Regions from separate parts of the Mus musculus genome. Here all the other regions are linked to region 3. Evidence: chromatin contacts called from public promoter capture Hi-C data. All regions are on one chromosome and are shown on one strand. Each heading gives the region's core, a stretch centred on a gene start, on an enhancer-like site or on the middle of the called end of the contact. The rest is flanking DNA. Distances are from core to core; before and after follow the strand shown. Region 1 holds the start of 1700066B17Rik (RIKEN cDNA 1700066B17 gene). Region 2 holds the start of Map4k4 (mitogen-activated protein kinase kinase kinase kinase 4). Region 3 holds the start of Il1r2 (interleukin 1 receptor, type II).

Evidence for each region. Promoter capture Hi-C pulls out the DNA fragments that hold promoters and counts their contacts.
Region 1: a contact with region 3 is called in a promoter capture Hi-C map of hematopoietic stem and progenitor cells, with 4 times the contacts expected there. The contact joins the promoter of 1700066B17Rik here to the promoter of Il1r2 in region 3. A contact is called at or near these places in 9 of 39 promoter capture datasets (the 3T3-L1 cell line, cranial neural crest, embryonic stem cells and 5 more), 1 of 484 Hi-C or Micro-C datasets (regulatory T cells), 2 of 115 datasets of contacts at active chromatin or transcription factors (bone marrow-derived macrophages and thymic regulatory T cells) and 1 of 9 other capture datasets (liver).
Region 2: a promoter capture Hi-C map of pre-B cells shows a contact between it and region 3. The contact joins the promoter of Map4k4 here to the promoter of Il1r2 in region 3. A contact is called at or near these places in 3 of 39 promoter capture datasets (the C10 cell line, neutrophils and pre-B cells), 3 of 484 Hi-C or Micro-C datasets (centroblasts, myocytes and neutrophils), 1 of 115 datasets of contacts at active chromatin or transcription factors (memory CD8 T cells) and 2 of 9 other capture datasets (adipose tissue and pancreatic islet).

What each region holds. Positions count from the first base shown.
Region 1 is chr1:39,845,011-39,848,586 of GRCm38.p6, reverse strand. It overlaps 1700066B17Rik (RIKEN cDNA 1700066B17 gene), which reads left to right and starts at 1,257. Exons shown (of 5, transcript NR_040465.1): 1 at 1,257-1,278; 2 at 2,741-2,922; 3 at 3,248-3,359.
Region 2 is chr1:39,899,451-39,903,035 of GRCm38.p6, reverse strand. It overlaps Map4k4 (mitogen-activated protein kinase kinase kinase kinase 4), which reads right to left and starts at 2,123. Exons shown (of 32, transcript NM_001252200.1): 1 at 1,750-2,123; 2 at 1,462-1,527. The coding sequence starts at 1,806.
Region 3 is chr1:40,083,208-40,086,494 of GRCm38.p6, reverse strand. Il1r2 (interleukin 1 receptor, type II) reads right to left here and starts at 1,781. Exons shown (of 9, transcript NM_010555.5): 1 at 1,676-1,781. Gm16894 (predicted gene, 16894) reads left to right here and starts at 644. Exons shown (of 4, transcript NR_037980.1): 1 at 644-882; 2 at 1,208-1,351; 3 at 1,481-1,528.

The DNA of each region.
Region 1 (3,576 bases), core at 8-2,507, 240 kb after region 3:
TTTGCTTGATAACTATACACCCAGCTTTTAGATGGGTATAAGAAAGCAATATTTAAAAGGACCAAGGATTTGAATGAGATTGACCATGGCTAGGGATGACATTATGCCTTTTTCTTCCACCTCCAAAATCCATGTGTTGCGGCGATGCCCATCTCCCGTGTCCCAGAATGGAGTTCATTTAGAGAAAATGAGTTTACAGAGATGATTAAGACAAAGTCATTAGGGAGAACTAATCTAATATGATTAGTGTCCTTATAAGAGAAGGAAATTAGATACATATATAAACGGAGGTAGAATACAAGGCCACAGGAGAAGGCCCACCATCTATAAATCAATAAGACAGCCTACAGAAGAAACCAGCTGCTATAGTTCAGAGATGACTTGAGTGTCCTCCTCAAAGGGTCATGTGTGGGAAATTTGGTTCCCAGTGTGGCAGTGTAAGGTGGTTGAACCTTTAAGAGGTGGGGCCTATCGGGAGGTGGTTAAGTTTTTGTGGATGCTGCACTAGGCAGGGATTGATAGAGTTGTGACACTCTGGTCAGGTCCTTGGAGATCAAGCTATAGAGCCTGAATTTCTCTGATTTCGGATCTTGCTATCCGATTTCAGCACATGTTCCTGCAGGGAGGCCCTCACCAGAGCTGAGTGACAATCAGGGCTGTGCTCTTGGACTTGAAGATGTATGAGTTAAATAAAACCTCTTTCTTTACAAAGAACCCAACACCAGGCAGTTTTGTGGTTTTTTTTTTTTTTTTTTTGTAGCAGTGGAAAATAGACTGATATACCAACACTGATGCCATCTTGGACGTCTAGCTTTCAGAGTGGGCAGAAAGCCAATTGTTTTACAATTGTCTTCAGCACCCTGTGATAGTGTGCTATAAACTAGCACCGCCATCTTGCTTTAGAGCTGCAACCTTCCTAATGCTGTGATACTTTCATGCAGTTCCTCATGTTGGGGAGACCCCCCCCCCCAACCATAACATTATTTTTGTTGCTACTTCATAACTGTAAACCTGCTACTGTTACCAATCATAATGTAAATATTTGATATGCAGGATATCTGATATGCTATCCCTATGTAAGGGCTGTTTGGCTCCAGAGGGGCCACTCAGCCAACAGGTTGAGATCTACTGCTTTAGAGGCATAGGAAGATAGAAAAAGCTTTTGGAGATAGGTATGGTGAGGGTGGGGGAGGGGAAAACAGGAAGTGAAGTCACAATATCAAAGGGCATCTCCAACCTGAGGAGCGGTGGTCTGTAGACATCATTACACAGAGGCCGGTGAGAGCATCAGCTCCCAGAAAGCTTCCTGGACTTAAAATCAGGAAGTCGCTGTGACCTTTGAGATGACGCCACTGTTCCAGCAGGGGAAGTCCAGGCACACTGGCTTAGGGAGGGACGCAATGCCACAGTCACGTCTTGATGGCAAGACGTTTCATGTGAAGGCTAGGGACAGATAGGACAGTAGTTACAGGGGCAGAACTGAGAGAGAGCTTTTAAAAAGTGGTTTTACTATTATATCTTAATTGCACATAATAATTGTTTTCATTGTGCATTTTGATCACTTTTATCCCCTCAACATCTTGTCCCTCCCACCCTCCATTAATCCCGTTCCCCTTCTCAACTAGTCCACCTTCTAACCTCATCCCCCCTTCCTTTATTTCATGACCCAGTAAGTTTCATTATTGTTATTTACAGGAGCGCCGGGTTGTTGTTTGTGGGAGCATGGGTGCCTTACACCAATGAAGAAAATATCTTTCCTTTCCCTGTCGACTGTCAGAGAGAGAACGTTTTTAAAGAGTCGGGGAAAGTCCAGGGGAAGCCAAAGACTAGGAGGAAGGGAGGAAGGGGGAGGAGAAAGAGGAGAAAGGGAGGGGGAGGAGAAGAAGGAATGGGGGGAAAGAGGAGGAGGGACCAGAAAAGACCCTGGTGTCTAATCTACCTTTGTTGAAAAAGTCACAGGACGAAGGCAGGTCTGAGGATAGGGCTGGGGGTGGGGTGGGGGTAGGAGAAGGAAGAGGTGCTGTGTGGCATCCCCATTCTGAACAGAGTCTCCCAGCCCTGGACTGCTCCTTTCCTTTAGCCTCCCCTGGCTTGCTCTGATCTCTACTGTTACTGAGTTTAGGAGGTTCTAGGTCTATGCCTGGCTCCCAATGTTTGAGCACCAGCATGTATTACTCAAGGGCTTCCCTAGCTGCTGAACAGGGGCCAGACCATGTTGAAGTCAGCACCGAGGCAAACACACAAACCTTTGAGGTCAGGGATCTGGGCATCCAGAGGAGACCCAGAGCATATTCTTGTTCACCTCGCTCTCCAGCAAAATGCTCCAGTGGTTTTTCCTGGTTGGGCCTCTCTGGGTTCAGTCCCCAGGCAGACCCTTTGTTTTCTTAGGCATTGGTTGCAGAATTACTGGCAGGCTGGACTCTAGGACATTGCCTCCCCCGCTTAGTGGTTTTGAAACTTTCAAAGAGATAGTTCAGTCCATCTTTCAAATAACATTCCAGAAATCCCTAAAATATCAAATGGCTAACGGTTTGTGTTACACATATATATTCCCACTATAGCCTCAGCTTATATTCACACACCATAGAGCCCAGTAATGTGAACCGAGAGCAGCTTTACAGATGGAAAAATGTAGAAGGGTTATGGGAACCTGGCACCGTCTGAAGCCAGCCTTGGGGTTCAGATTATTTTTAGAGTTTATTTTGGTCACACTGTAATGAGAAATTCCTCCTTCACACAGATAAAGGATTATATAAACCATAACAATTAAAAAAAATAGTCAGCCTTGCAACCTTGAAATATTTCTGTAAGTCATCAGAGAATGGCAGGGACCTGATATCTCCCAACGTCTTTACAACGAACTTGTTTTGTAACATACCTATTGGTCTGCAGTGAGGATACGTTGAGAGCCATTATGCTACGGTATGAAAACAATTTAATATATCTTAAAGATGAAATTTGAATAAAATGTTTGTAAAAACCTAAGTGATGTTTCTCAAGGCATCAAGAGCCACCTTGAGAGAGCTGGTTGTGCTGGCACACACCTTTATGCTCAGAACTCAGGAGGCAGATGCAGCCAAGTATCTTTGAAGTCAAGGACAACCTGGCCTATATAATAGTGAGTTCAAGTCCCGCCAGGGCTACAAAAGTGAAACCTTGTCTCACAAACAAAACATCAAACCTGGTGACCTGAACCTTGTGACCAATAAACATTTACTTACTAACTCTTTTGTGACAAATTCCACAGGCAGCTGAGGACTCAGCCCAGGTGAGGCTTCCGCCTGAAAGATGAGCTAAAGCCAGAGGGAAATTCCATCCAGGACCTCACATGTGACTCGTTCCAAGGGCTCTGAAGACAGGTGAGTGGGAAGCCCCAGGCATCAGTGGGCTGGAGGTACAGTGTGGGTGCACAGCAGGTTTCCCGAGGCCCTGAACTCTGTGCTGGGAACACATCAGTGCATCTTATCTGAGGCAGGGGCATTTTTTTTTTTTTTAAGTGCTCTGCAGAAACCTAAAGCAGAAAACACAGAACTCAAAATACACTATATTTATCTCTTACATGTACCTAACATGATT
Region 2 (3,585 bases), core at 874-3,373, 180 kb after region 3:
CAACACAGTCTTTTCCAAAATTTTCCAAAGCCTTCCAAATTCAGTTGGGCCCAGCAGGCTGTTAACAGGGCTCCCTTTCAAATTCAAAAATCTGGCCCAGGCCCCAACAGTTAACCAACAAAACATGCTAATTCACTTGAGATCACCTAAGAGTACTGACTCAGGCTCTGACCACAGGCAGGCCTGTCAATACCACCTTCCAGGCCCCGTGCTGGGGAGAGGGGGAAGCTGGAGCCCCGGAGAAGCAATCTTGAGCACATAAACCCTATTCACAAGGCTGAAAAGGGACAAAAGAATCCACACTTAATTTGGCCTCAGAAAATGTCTACAGTCAGCTTCAACCACCACCCCCATTTTTAGGGAAACAATGACAATTCTTCATGGTGAGCCACAAAGCCCTCCTTCATAAGATAATTTTTCTCTGTGTGTGTAGCTCAACCTTGACCCAGTCCCAGTAACTAGAAAACTCCCCAAGCAAAGATAATTCCAGAAAACCGTTTACCAACAAGAAGGAAATCAGGAAACCGAACGAACGTAAAGGTTTTTGCTTTGTTTTGTTTGTGTTTTTTTTTTTTTTACACTTCGGAGCCTGAGCCGCCTTCTAGACCGAGCGAGCGAAACAGAATGAACAACAGTTCACAGCCTTAGGTGCCAGCTCCGCGGCGACACAGGCCAACAGATTCCTCAGCTTCATCTGCAGCCCAGGGAGGAGGATAAATTTAAAGAGAGAGAACGACCAGGGGTGGCGGGTGTGAAGTCTGGCATCCTCTCTACTCCTTGCTCTCTCTCCTCCCAGCCATCTCAATTACACAGCTGTCACAAAGGTTATTCCTGGAATTCACATTTTATAATCCCCACACTGTAATTCCTCCTGTTCCCGTGGCCCAAAAGCACACTCCCCCGCCCGCTTCCCCAAGATACTGTCCACTAGAACAGGGTATGCTGGCCAAGCTTTAAAATCAGTACCAGGTAACGCTAGCCTCCCCAAGTTGGAGCCTACGGCAAGCACTCCGAAGGCAGAAGCACGATGACATGTCTCAAGAATACCAAGGCAGTGGCTGAGTGGAGTCATAGGCAAGGCCTGTCTACACCGAATTTTAATTCACGGACAAACGCAAACGCATGAAGGCCAGATTTGGAGGAAAGGGGGTTTGGGGGGAGACCCTGTGGTCACCCTCGAACACAAAATTCCTTTTCTATTTTGCTAAAGCCAAGTGCATGCCTAACAGTGTAGCTTATTTCCTTTATCTCAAAGCCAGGAAATGAGGTCTTTTAAGGCCAGTCTGAACACAGGCAAAAAAACAAAAAAGAAAAAGAAAAAAAAAGAAAAGCCAGGCGAAACCCCCTTTCCCAACTTTGGCCAGGCGGCACGGCCTGCAGTCAGCAGCGTTTCGTCACCCTTTCCCTCGTCCCCTAAGAAGTTTCTCCACGCCACGGGGAACAAAGGCGCCCCACACCGACCTTATAGACTTGTCCATAGGTGCCATTTCCAACCACTTCCACCAGCTCAAAAATCCCAGCAGGGTCCTGGAGAGAGAGGAGGGGGAGGTTATCAACTCAAAAGAGGGACCCCAACCGAGGAGGGCGAGAGGGCGGAGGGAGGGATGCAGGGCGGTGACAAAGGCTCGCCCCGCCGGGTCCCCGGGAGCGCCGTGGCACCCGCCCGCCCGCTCGCCCGGCAGACAAAGGGGCCGCCGCGCCCGCGGGTGTCCGTGTCCACCGCGGCGCGCAGGGCGCGGCCGCACTCACCCGCAGGGACGACAGGTCAATGTCCACCAGGCTCTTCGCGGGAGAGTCGTTCGCCATCTTCCCCGGGTCGCCGCTCCGGGAGCGGGCGAGAGAGCGAGAGACGGGCAGGGGCTCGGCGGCGCCGGGGCTCGGGCCGCACGGGCAGGCCGCCGCCGCCCGGGCGGCTTGTCGTCCGGTCGGAGCGGAGCGCGGCGCGGAGAGCGCTGGCCGCGGAGCTCACACCATGGCTTGGCGGTCCTCCCTCGGCCCCCACCCGCCCCCCGGGCGTCGCCCGCCGCCTCAGGCCCCGGCGCCCCGCGCGCGCGCGCCTGCACGAGCGGCCCGGAGCTGGGGCCGGAGAGCGCGGCGAGCGAGCGAGCGCGAGGCCGCGAGACAAAGATGCCGCGGGAGGCGGGGGCGGGGGCGGGGACGCGGGGCACCGACCGGCGCCGCTGAGGAGGGGCGAGCGACTCCCCCGCCCCCTCCGCCGGGAGAGCGGGCGGAACCCGGCCCTCGCCCTCGCTCGCTCGCCGCCCGCCCGCGTGAATATTCAGCAGGGGTGGGGCTCGAACAATGGCCGGGCGGCCGGCCCTCCGCGGATGGTGGCCCGGCCCGGGGTGGGGCCGGGAGCCCTCGGGGCCTTCCCGGAGGAAGTGCGGGGCGCGGCGGAACACCCCAGCCTCCGCTAACAATGAATGAAAGACTCGGAGCGCCCCGGCGGCCCCGTGGACACCCCACCCGCGCCGCTCGCCCGGGAGAGGGTGTGCCAGGACGCGCCGGGGTCGGGCCTCGGACCCCTCCGCCGCCTACGGCCGGTCGGTCCCGTAGACCCTCGTTTCCTTTTTACCCCCCAAGGGGTGTTCCTCTCCTTTCTCCTTTCCTGTCTCAGTTTGTGGCTTGGTTGCTGCTGGAGGATTCGCTGAGCATCACTTGACCGTCCGGGAGAATCCAAAACAGTCGCTGTGATTGCTCGCTGCTGTGTTCCCCGAGCCAGTTTGGCCCATGGGAGGGAGGGCGGACGGGCGAGCCCTCTGCTCGGGATCTAAAACCCTGACAGTACCTGGATGGAGATCACCACGGGTCACCAAACAGGCTTCTTCCAGCATGCCACAGCAAGTCAGCTAGGCAGTTCAACTACTGTCCCTCTTTATCACGTCCCAGGACCAGCCAAAAACATGTTTAGTGACTCCCTGTTACCTCACAGCGGGTGTTCTCAACAGTATCCCAGAATGGCCAGGTACAAGATCGCTGTAAAATTGCTTGACTCCCACATGTAGAAGGCCTAGAATGGGCCTGATAAGTTAAGAGATGAAGCTAAGCTTGGTGTTACATGGCGCCCCCCAAAATCCACTGTTTCATGGGCATCTAGTTGTCAATAACGTTCTGCACCTCCCTCCCCACACACTCCACACTGTTCTGATTTAAGCAGTACACACCTTATAGCCTCGGAGTAGAAAACCCCCAATACTGCAATTGTTGTACTCAAACCCTAAAGACCCTAGCCTAGAGAGGAGCGAGCATACTCTCCACTTCGGCCTATACCCAGAGTTCAAGTCGCTGCCCCCAGAGAATGTCCAGCGCTCTTCTGCTTGGGTTACGTTCTAAGATGTTTGACATGAGACTCCATTGTAGAGTGAAATTATATTCGGAACTCCCAATATCTGTTCCTTAGGAAACGCACAGGAACAAAAATGTTGGTGAATTTGTTAGCGCTTGTCTGGTTTGGCTTTGTTATTATTTATTGATAATACAGTGATGTGTGCAGCCCATTTCATATATCTTATCTTACTGTTCTTCACGTGAACCTTGAGTGGTACTCTTAATTTTGCTGCTTTATACATTAGGAAATAAAATCTG
Region 3 (3,287 bases), core at 532-3,031:
CACACATGTAAAACATCTGATGACTACGACCTCTCGAACATTCAACACTCACCCAATGCTATACATTTACTCATTCCTCACTCCCAAGGAAGGTCTCTTTCCTGACTCTTGAAAGCTTGGTTGCTCACAACATGATCAACACGTGAGAAGAAAGCAGATGCCCAGACATCAACTCTCAGGAATAAAAGTCACCTGCGTGTTTACAAGACTCCCGGGAGATGCAAGAAGCAATGATCTCACAAGTTCCTTGTCCACAGATAACTCCCTCCGTCCTGGGCTCTCTAATGAGCATGAGCCTCATCTAATCTCCTAAGAAAATAGTCCTCCAAAAGGGCTCTTCCCATACAAGCAGTTCCAGCGTGTGATCGAGTCCTTGGGCACACACCCACATCTACTGAATCTGAAAAAAAAAAAAAAAAAATCTGCGTGGGCCAAGCAATGCGTGTCGTAGGCAGATATGGTAAAGGCCAAGTTGGAAGACCTGATAAACAGAGTAGTCGGAAGTTCCTTGAAAAAGCACCCGCTTCTGCCGCTTCTGCTGTCCCTAGAGGCTGGCGCTGCTATCCTGGGGTATGGGAGGAGGGACGTGATCACGTGATCTCCCCGGTCTCACTGTCAAAAAGTCGGACGTGGTCACGTGATCGCTCCATTCTCGCTGTCAAAACAGTAGGATTTGAGGGTGAGCTGGGAATGAGAATGGCTTGGGGAAGCCCAGGACAACCTGCAGCACACGAGGGAGGGTCCATCCCCGCAGCACTACCAGCTAAGAAAAGGAAAAGAATGCATTGAGGCAGGCGAGGCTCAGAGAGGCCTCGGGGAAGACATTCTTCTGCACTTATGCCTGTAGGAACAAGATGCTGATCCCGGAGAGCAAGCCTCCAGGTAAGGCAGAGCTAGAGGAGGGTGAGGTTGATGGAAGCCGATATGGAACACGGACGGAAGCCAGCAACATCCCACTGCAAGCAGGGACTGGGAAGGACAGGCCAGTCTTTTGCCTCTATTTACACAGTAGGAAACCCAGAGAGAAGCTCTGGCCAAGATCACCCTGTGTAAGGAGGCTGAGGTCAGAGACATATAAGCTAGGGCTCAGAAGGGAAAAAATGGGCTTCAAAATAGAGTAGGGGACTGAAGAGAAGAGACTTTAAGAAGCAGAGGAGGGAAAAAAACCAGTACATTCATTTATCTAATAACTGTGTGTGCCAGGCAGGTCTTAGAGTGCTGCCCAGTCTGCCTGGAAGCTATGGTTTCTGAGAGGCATCAGGTACATTTAAAAAAAAAAAATCACCCTAGGAAAGTCCCCAAAGCCTTTCAACGTGCTCTGCGCTCTGTCCCAGATGCTCAGCCTCCCAAGGTAAGAACCCAGCCCACTCCCTTCCTCCAGGTGAATTCTAGATGCTTGTCTGTCCCCTGCTACCTGGATCTGTGGACATTCAATAGCAGCTCTCTGATGTAGTCCCCCCCCTCCCTTTTTTTCTAACAGAGAAAACGAAGTAGAAAACAATCAAGGAATAAAGTGACCTCCACACAGGTGAGGAGACCGCTCACCCAGAGGAAGCTAGGAGACTCATAGAGGGTTGCCTGAGGACCCACTAAAAGCAGACCTGATGTTCAGACTGGTGTCTGACTGGTGACTGGCTTCCTGGTGTCTCCCCCTGCCTCTTTCCCACCTTCTTACCTGGAGCTGTGTATTCTTGTACCTTGCTGCTTCTTGCCTGACTGGGGAAGGCTGCTGGGCCAGACTTTCACCTTCTGTGATGTCCCAGCAGCCCCCTCAGGGATTTATAGGCTCCTGCTTGTGGTTTCCTAACTGGCCTGTGTCACTCACTCTAATTGGGTGGTGGTGGACACACCTTTTCCCTGCTCACGGGGAGCACCCTGCTCATGGTGCTTTGTGCGTACATCCTTGCCATATGGGGAAGTGGCCTAGGAAACTCTGAGTTTCCTTATTTGAGTGTGTGTGTGTGTGTGTGTGTGTGTGTGTGTGTGTCGCTAGAATGGCATGCTTCCAGCCAAGAACACATTTTAAAGTGATGCTGGCTGTACATGAAGAAGTTGTAAACAGTTTCACAGGCAAGATTTCACCCCATCTGCTGGATGCTGCTTAAAACCCAACCATGGTCCCATTAAAGAGAAAAGGAGGGTTTTAAATGAGTGGGACACAAGATCCCCACTCCCACCCCCAAGGAACTCTTCTTGACTAGGAGGAGGATTAAATGGATGGGCTTGTTTTAGGGGGGCCTTTGTTTGGCTTTTTGTTTGTTTGTTTGTTTGGTTGGTTTTGTTTTTAACTTTTTGTCTGAGTCTTTGGAAGCTGGGAACATGCTGCTTAATGTAGAGAAAGTGACTGCTAATGTAAGTTAAGGATTTCCAGGTCCGGAGACAGGCTCGGGTTTGGTGCTTCAGGAAAAAGTGGTAAGACAGCCAAAGGAGGAAGAGGATGGTGTGTGTAGTGCTGCAGTCCATGAGCCAGAGAGCCAGAGGCTGGACAAAAACCCAAGACATGGATGCTGCCCTTGTGGCTCCAGGGACCCTGTATGGACTACAATTCATTCTAGCCCACTGAGGCCCATGCAGACCTCCGACCTCCAGAATGATGTAGGAATAAGAACAAATGCAAATCTCATCCCCTGCCCCCCACCCCCGCCTTCATCTTACCTCCCCAAAAGGAGTCTGAAGCCCATGTTTTCTCTCCCTGTCCTTAATTTGTGAAGTACTTATGAGAAAGAATTGTTTGTATGACAAAGAGTCCTTCTGTTGCCCAGCTGACCAGAGTAGGGCTTAGAATTCTCCACCACATATTGTCTCACTGTGAATTTTATCCTAGGTATTTGATGACCATATTTTCTTCCATCAATATCGCAGAATTTGTATCTGCTAAAGACAAATGAATGGTAAAGACAATGTGTCAAAGTATTCAGAGTTCAGACCACCCCCTCAAACTGGGCATGCATGCATGATGTTGGTGGCTCACACATACTGTCTTCCAGTCACCTTCCTCCACTCTCTGGGCTGCATGTCACTTAAAAGTACCTTGCCACAGGTTTTCCATGGGTGGCTTCTGGTTTCTGAGCCAGAACCACATTGGGTCTAATTGAGGAGGAGTCTCTACCTCAGCATTTGCAACAAGCATCTTGGGTAACAGGCATCTTGAACCTCAAAGGATCTTGGTCATTTCCCATGCACTGGTGGGGAAGTTGAACTGAACATTCTATTGCTGCTGGGCCCATGAATGGAGATGGAGGGATACAGGAGAAGCAGTCATTGTTCCATGGGTCCTGCTGAGGCTT